3 separate regions of the Gossypium hirsutum genome follow, and regions 1 and 3 are each linked to region 2. The links are chromatin contacts, called in public Hi-C maps. All regions are on one chromosome and are shown on one strand. The core of a region is the stretch at or near the end of the contact, and the rest is flanking DNA. Distances in the headings are between cores, read along the strand shown.

Region 1 (2,700 bases), core at 102-2,601, 150 kb before region 2:
TACAATATGCAATATGCATAAAATATAATATGTGCAAAAGTCTTTCTACCCAAAAAAGAAAAAGCAAGGTTCAGAATGAAAAGGTAAAAACAACTCTCCTATTGCTCTGGATTTTAATTTAGGATAAATTGTTCATTCTTAAAAAAATAAAATTAATTTAATCTCAGTAAATTTTAAAAATGAATAATTAAAAATAATTATTTATGACAAATAATGTTATTCATCAATTGTGTATAAATTTAATTGACATAATAATAAATTAATCTCTCATCATTTACATATTCTTCAATTCGATCAATATTCTAAAAGAATCATTTGAAAAAATATATAAAATTTTAACAACTAAACAACGTTGAAATATATATATATAAGTCATTAGCTTTAAATATATAGAGAGACCAAATATGTAAACTTTGAAAACTAAATTTGTTAAAAATATATAAAAAATTTAAAATAAATATACTTATATATAACTCATTACCTTTAAATATATATAGAGAGACTGAATGTGTAAAATCTGAAGATTAAATTTATTGAAAAATATAAAAATCATTAGCTTTAATATATATATATATTAACAGTTCGATTTAAATTTTGAAAATTGAAAAATAGATAAACTAAATTCTGAAAATAAAAATATAGAGACTAAATATAAAAAAAAATTGAAGTGTACATGGACTTATATCATATTTTTAACCAAATATAAAAATGCTTTATAGAAAAATCCCTTACGTTTTTTTTTTGAAAAATTATGTTTAAATAAAAGATTGAAAATATTTAAAACAATTAGCAAAAATCACGTTAAGATGGGATGAGACAAGATGAGAATGAATGTCTTATTTTATTGATAGGATTTGTTACCATTTTAGCAACTTTGACAGCTTGGTCAATTACTCGAGATTCACGATTATTTTATTTCTTAATACTAATAAAGTATAGGGATCAAATAGAATCATTTTCTTCTCAAAACTTTTGTTTTTTTTTTTTCATTTGAATTAATTCTCGTTGGGGAAGATTTGATATACCATAGAGGTTGGGTTTTTGTAATAATAAGAGTTACGGGTGATTGTTTTGGAAAGAGCAAAAATCAGTCAAAATCTAAATATAAAAGAAATGGATGTTAGACACAGCGGGAAAGCCAGAGTGGACTAATTCTAGTAAAATTGAGTTCGGAATGACCGTGCTTGAAGAAAACCAAGTCTCAGTCCCACACCTAAAACACGCGTAAACATCCGTTGAGGAAGTAGAGTAGAGTAAAGAAGAATAATAATAATAATAAGGCAACGGTCCCCTCCTTTAAAATTTCCCATTTCTCTAAAGATCCGTTATCAACGGTCCAATTATTTAATTCAACGAAACGCGTTTATTGGAACACACGCCGGCCTAACTATCCTCTAAATACGCTTTCTTTTCCCTTCCAAACTCCTCAACTATTTTTTCTCCCAAATTTGCTTTCCACCGCACAAATATTCGTTTCCCCACTTTCAATGCCCTCTTTTCTCTTTCGGATTTTCTTGCTATACAATCTCCTCCTCGACTATTTGGTCCCCAGAAAGCTCAAATCTTTCCTCTCTCCTTCTTGTACTATCACCACTCCCTTTGTTTCTGTCGGAGGTGAAACCGAAAAGAACCCATCTCCGGCAGTTGCATTGGCATCGGTCTCCCCTCGTTGTCCTCTAAAAAGAATGGACGCTGCTGAGTTGAAGAGAGTGTTCCAATTGTTCGACAAGAACGGAGATGGGTCCATCTCCAAGAAAGAGTTGAACGATTCGTTGGAGAATATGGGTATCTGCATCCCTGATCCTGAATTAACCCAAATGATCGAAAAGATTGATGTCAACGGCGATAAGTGCATCGATATCGACGAGTTCAGTGAGCTGTACCGATCCATTATGGATAATAAGGATGAAGAAGAAGATATGAAGGAAGCTTTCAATGTTTTCGATCAAAACGGTGACGGATACATTTCCGTGGAGGAGTTGAGGTCCGTTTTGGAATCGCTTGGGCTTAAGCAAGGGAAAGGGATCGAAGATTGTAAAAGGATGATAACGAAGGTGGATGTAGACGGTGACGGTAGGGTTAATTTTATGGAATTCAAGCAAATGATGAAAGGAGGTGGCTTTACAGCCATGGCATAAAACATTCCGTCTATATTGGATTTGTAGATAAGCTTGTAAGATCTTCGGGCTGCATTACATTTGTTGGAAAATGGAATCCATAACTTAAGAAAGGGAGAGGATGCAATGGGATGGGAGGAATGGGGGAACAATTTTTATCACCAAAGATTGATAGCAGTATGGTGTTTTTGGTTCCATTTTATTTGGGTTTATTTTTTCAGGATTGTAAGATTGGTTTGGGAATTTGGTGGTTTTATTGTTTCTGTTTCTGAATTTCCCCATTGTCTTTATTTTTTCTAATCTTAATTTCTTTTTTATTCCTCTTATTCCCTTGTGTATATTTGATATGTGATCTGCTTATTTATCATATTTTTATCACTAAGTGTTTCTGTCCTGGTACTTTTATATTAATATTATATGTTTAAATTTACGTATTTTTACATTAATATTATTATCAATATTGATCTAATTGAATTAAGATAAATATTCAAAATAATTACTCATATTACCTTTGTGATTTAGTCAAGAATCAAATATTCTTTTTTGGACATACTCGATTGTACACGCCAACTTTATTTGTGGG
Region 2 (2,700 bases), core at 49-2,548:
TATATTCAAAAAATTAAAAATTAAATATATATATATATTAAAAAATCTAAAATGATAAATTTAAGGCTTTAAACAAATAAATTATCAAATCAAGTTTATCATACTAATGCCTAGTTTGGTTACTAGTGTAATAATATGAGGAAAAATCTTATTTATTACGTATGTATTGCAATAGCTAGATATAAAATAAAGAATAGTTAGTTCAAATTTAAATTTGAAATTAAAAAGATATGTAATAATTCTTGTAAAAAAAAGACATTTTCAAAATAAACAAAAAAATTTCCTTCTATTTACTAAAACTAAATCATTAGAGTAACTAAATATTACCAATTGAATTAGTTTATTATTAACTCATATATTAAAACATGCGTAAAAAAAATTCCTACCAAACGTAGCTTAATTATATTATTTTTTTTTCTCTTATTTTATTTTATAAGAGTTTTCAAATATACATGACATTTATGTTCTTTAACTTAGAATTTAGTTACATTATCAATGATATTTTAATGTGGTTGGTTAGTTTTTTTTAAAAAATTTAATTTTAACAAATTTATTTGGCTCGAATATCATTTAATTCGATTAAATTAAAAAAAATAAATTGAATTAAAATAATAAAATCAAATTCTTTAATTTGATTACTTTTCGAATTGCTTATTTTACAGTAAGGAGATATGAGCATAACCCACTAATATCAAGAAGTTGTGTCCTATTTTAATTCCCACAATTTGTTTAGTGACTATACCAAGAATGAGAGATTTGTCAAGCTATTGACAAACTAAATGAACAAAATAAGTTGAGATAAGTTACTGGTACAATCATTAATGACTAATTAATTTTTGGACATTAATATGATTTATAAGTACGTAACTATGCTCAACAGCTTATATATATAAATCATATACATGTTGCAATATATACTTAAGAAACCTTTTCAAACCTTTAATTAAATTCTAAAATTTGATTAATAGTTGTAGAAGAAATCGACTCTTTCGAAAGAAGTTATGTTGTTTTAAGGACGTCGGTCTAACCCCTTAACAATAGAAGATAGTATCTCTCAAGGAGAGTTTTATCTCCCCTTAACGGAGGATAATGTTTTGACCATACGTATGACCAGTCACTAAAAGGCGATGAAAACATTTTACCTTTGGTGGCATTCGAACTCCTACCTTTTTTTAAAATAAGTCAGATATATGATATAAAAATAATATGAGTTTTAGAAAATAATTCCTTTATTTTTTTTAGGTCATAATAATCCAAAATCCAAATAGAAAAACAGCGGGCCCACACTTGTAAAAATATCCAACATAGAACACAGTTTCCAAAATCCATTCAAATGAAAATCATTAATAAATTTAATTATATGAAAAAAATCAATATTCCGTAATTTTCCTATATAATAAACACCGTCCTCTTCGTCTCTCTTACTTCTAATTTCTTACCTTAGAAAAAAGAAAAAAAGATCGTTTATTTTTTGCTTTCTTATCGACGCCATGGCACCTAACGGGGTCGTTTCCGACAAGAGTTTAATCGTGAGTTTCGGTGAGATGCTCATCGACTTCGTCCCCACCGTCTCCGGTGTTTCTTTAGCGGAAGCTCCAGGCTTCCTCAAAGCCCCCGGTGGAGCCCCAGCCAACGTGGCGATTGCCGTCTCAAGACTAGGCGGTAAAGCATCCTTCGTCGGAAAACTCGGCGACGATGAGTTCGGTCACATGCTTGCCGATATTCTCAAGCAAAACGGAGTCTCTGGTGACGGGATCTTATTTGACCCAAGGTGCTAGGACGTCTTGGAGGAATTGAATCTTGATCTTATAAGATCCGTAAGTGACATCTTTTTACCTTCATTTCTTTTCTTTTTTTTCGTTTTAGTGCAACTTTCGTCTGTTCTTTCTTCGATCTTGACTTTAAAGAACCAAAAAAGACTGTAGGAAAAAAAAACAAGAAGAAAACTGATACTCACGCGCCGTAATGTGAGAGTAGAGTTTTAATAAGACTGACATGTCAGCCATATTAGCCAATATTATTATGATCCATAGTTCTATAGAGGACCCACGCTGAGTATCTAGGCACCGTAAATTGTCAAAACTGCGGGCATTGATGTTGTCACCTATCGGTGAGGTTTGTCCGACGTAACAGTATGCTTATTATTGGGACCTAATCTGGATCTCTGGATATATTAATTTGACTATCAACATTTGGTGTGGGAAGTGCTAACTTCACATCCACTGTGACCTAACTCTTACTAAAAGGAATGGGTGAAATTTGCCGTGTTTTGCGGGATTACTTTATATGGATCGCCACTATGACATTATATGATTGCGTCCACGATGGGACCAAAATCCATCAACTAACGTTAAACCCCGTCTCTCACGTGATTTCACGTGCTTCGCTTGGTCACACCAACCCTGAACATCAATGGCAAAACGCGCTGGATCTTCATTTTGCTTTTTCTGTCTCTTTTGACCTTTTATGTTATTTTATTATAATTCCGTATATTTATGCCCTTACTCCCTGTATTCTTTGGATTTTGAAAATTTAATCTTCTAGGTACTTGTTAATTCTGTGACGATTAAAAATTGAAGTCCAATAGATAACCCCTAGTCAAATTTTAAATTTAAATAATCTGAAGAGTACAGGGACTGGGGGCATAATTAGACCTTTTAATATGTATGTTTGGTTTGAATTTGGATATTTTAAAGAAAA
Region 3 (2,700 bases), core at 171-2,670, 140 kb after region 2:
TTACTAGCAAATCGACAATAAATACGAGGAAAAGTTAATGATTGTCATGTCGCTTCAATACTCAGTCACATGAAAATGTATATCACATTTATTAATGCAAAATTCGCAAATCCTTGAAAATCAGAACGCTTATTACCACGCATGTTCCTAACATACGTTAATTATAAGTACCAAATGACTTTCAAGGTCGTCACTCATGTTCCCAACGTTCTGACTGTTCACTAACAAATCAACAATAAATATGAGGAAAAGTTAATGATTGTCACATTGCTTTAATACTCAGTCACATGGAAACGTGTATCAGATTTATTAATGCAAAAGTTGCAAAACCTAAAAAATTGCAACGCTTATTACTACACATGTTCCCAACCTATGCTAATCATAAGCACCATTTGACCTTTCAAGGTCGTCACTCATGTTCCCAATGTTATGGCTGCTCACTAACAACCCGACAATAAATATGTGGAAAAATTAATAATTGTCATATCGCTTCAATACTCAATCACATGGAAACATGTATCACTTTCATTAATGCAAAAGTCACAAAAACCCAAAAATCAAAATGCTTATGACCACACATGTTCCTAACATATGTTGATCATAATACCATTTGACCTTTTAAGGTTGTCACTCATATCTCTAAAATTTACTTATACGTACCCTTCAATGTGTTTAACACACAAACACCTAAAACAAATAAGTCTTGATGAATGTCACTTTGTAATCTCCCTCTCAACTTGGGTGAGGACAATTGTTTAAATAAATCATGTTGCATGAAGAAGCTACCTCACTGCATGAAGAAGCTTACCCAATACAACTAGAAAGCAACCTTAACACTGCATCACACTACTTCACCTAAAGAGATGCTCTTGCCAAATACTATAAGATCATTTACAAAAAGGTCATGCATGTATAGCATTTAGATCGACAACAAGTCACATCAACCTTGCATAATAACCCTTTAACAAGACAACATAGCTTCCAGTCACATCTTAGTGCACTTGTTGACATCTTAGTGCACTTGTTGAGAGTCCTCTGTGACTCAATAATTTCTTTGTTAAGATAGTTTTACACACCCAAACTTTGTTAAATATATTCAAAACCTTAAAACATCTCTCTTAGGCCTTAACCTATCTGATCTAGCTTTCAACATCACTGTGCGAACTACCGTTACCCATCCATTACCTAAACTTGCATCAATGGATTAGATTTCACATAAAAAGCAAATGATTGTTAACGATTTGATTGAGATTTTCAAAACCATGAAATACATGGCCAAAATTATTCAAATTAAAGTAGAAAGACTAATGATGTAACTTGAGTAAAGAACAGGGACTGTTCTTAATATATGACCAAAATGAATAAAACAAGAAGGGCAAAAGGGTAATGTAGGTAAAATCGAAACTTTAAAAGGGAATCACAATCACACTTTTCTTCCCACTCTCGCTCGCCACAGACACCAAAGAAAGGCCTCACCACAAGCCTCTCATCGACAATGGCGGCTGCCACTGCGAACTCCGCTTTGCCTAAGCTTTCTACGTTAACTTCCTCCTTCAAATCTTCCATACCCATTTCCAAATCCAGCCTTCCCTTCTCCACAACCCCTCAAAAGCCCACCCCTTACCGCTCCTTCGACGTTTCCTGCTCTCTTTCTCATGCAAGCTCTAACCCCAGATCCGCCGCCACATCCGTTACCCCAAAAAATGCTCCTCCCCATGATTTCATTTCCAGGTATGCGGATGATGAGCCCCGGAAAGGCGCTGATATCCTGGTGGAAGCCCTGGTTCGTGAAGGGGTCAAGGATGTGTTTGCCTACCCAGGTGGAGCTTCAATGGAGATCCACCAGGCTTTAACCCGCTCAAAAATCATCCGAAATGTCCTTCCGCGACACGAGCAAGGTGGGGTCTTTGCCGCCGAGGGCTACGCGCGCTCCTCTGGCATTCCCGGCGTTTGCATTGCGACGTCTGGCCCTGGGGCAACCAACTTGGTGAGTGGTCTCGCTGATGCAATGCTCGATAGTATCCCTCTCGTGGCGATCACTGGTCAAGTCCCTCGTCGGATGATCGGTACCGATGCTTTCCAGGAAACTCCAATTGTTGAGGTAACAAGGTCTATTACGAAGCATAATTATCTTGTTCTTGATGTGGATGATATTCCTAGGATTGTTAGTGAGGCTTTCTTTTTAGCTTCCTCGGGCAGGCCGGGACCTGTTCTGATTGATGTTCCTAAGGATATACAACAGCAACTTGCTGTTCCTAAATGGAACCATTCTCTTAGATTGCCAGGGTATTTGTCTAGGTTGCCTAAGGCTCCCGGTGAGGCTCATCTCGAACAGATTGTTAGATTGGTTTCTGAGTCTAAGAAGCCTGTTTTATATGTTGGTGGTGGGTGTTTGAACTCTAGTGAGGAGTTGAAGAGGTTTGTTGAGCTTACAGGGATACCTGTTGCAAGTACTTTGATGGGTCTTGGAGCCTTTCCGATTTCGGATGACTTGTCGTTACAAATGCTTGGGATGCACGGAACTGTGTATGCCAATTATGCTGTTGATAAGAGTGATTTGTTGCTTGCTTTTGGAGTGAGATTTGATGATAGGGTGACGGGAAAACTTGAGGCTTTTGCCAGCCGGGCAAAGATTGTGCATATCGATATCGATTCTGCCGAGATTGGGAAGAACAAGCAGCCTCATGTGTCAGTGTGTTC

The links. A called contact is a pair of places that touch in the nucleus more often than the background predicts.
Region 1: a contact with region 2 is called in a Hi-C map of leaf, with 2.1 times the contacts expected there. The contact joins the promoter of LOC107896932 here to the promoter of LOC107896928 in region 2. A contact is called at or near these places in 3 of 34 Hi-C or Micro-C datasets (callus, hypocotyl and leaf).
Region 3: a Hi-C map of leaf shows a contact between it and region 2, with 1.9 times the contacts expected there. The contact joins the promoter of LOC121208483 here to the promoter of LOC107896928 in region 2. A contact is called at or near these places in 3 of 34 Hi-C or Micro-C datasets (all in leaf).

The regions. Positions count from the first base shown.
Region 1 is chrA10:78,570,513-78,573,212 of Gossypium_hirsutum_v2.1, forward strand. It overlaps LOC107896932 (calmodulin-like protein 7), which reads left to right and starts at 1,352. Exons shown (of 1, transcript XM_016822243.2): 1 at 1,352-2,563. The coding sequence starts at 1,488. The coding sequence ends at 2,138.
Region 2 is chrA10:78,725,199-78,727,898 of Gossypium_hirsutum_v2.1, forward strand. LOC107896928 (probable fructokinase-4) reads left to right here and starts at 1,299. Exons shown (of 4, transcript XM_016822238.2): 1 at 1,299-1,817. The coding sequence starts at 1,491.
Region 3 is chrA10:78,863,406-78,866,105 of Gossypium_hirsutum_v2.1, forward strand. LOC121208483 (acetolactate synthase 3, chloroplastic) reads left to right here and starts at 1,421. Exons shown (of 1, transcript XM_041079242.1): 1 at 1,421-2,700. The coding sequence starts at 1,496.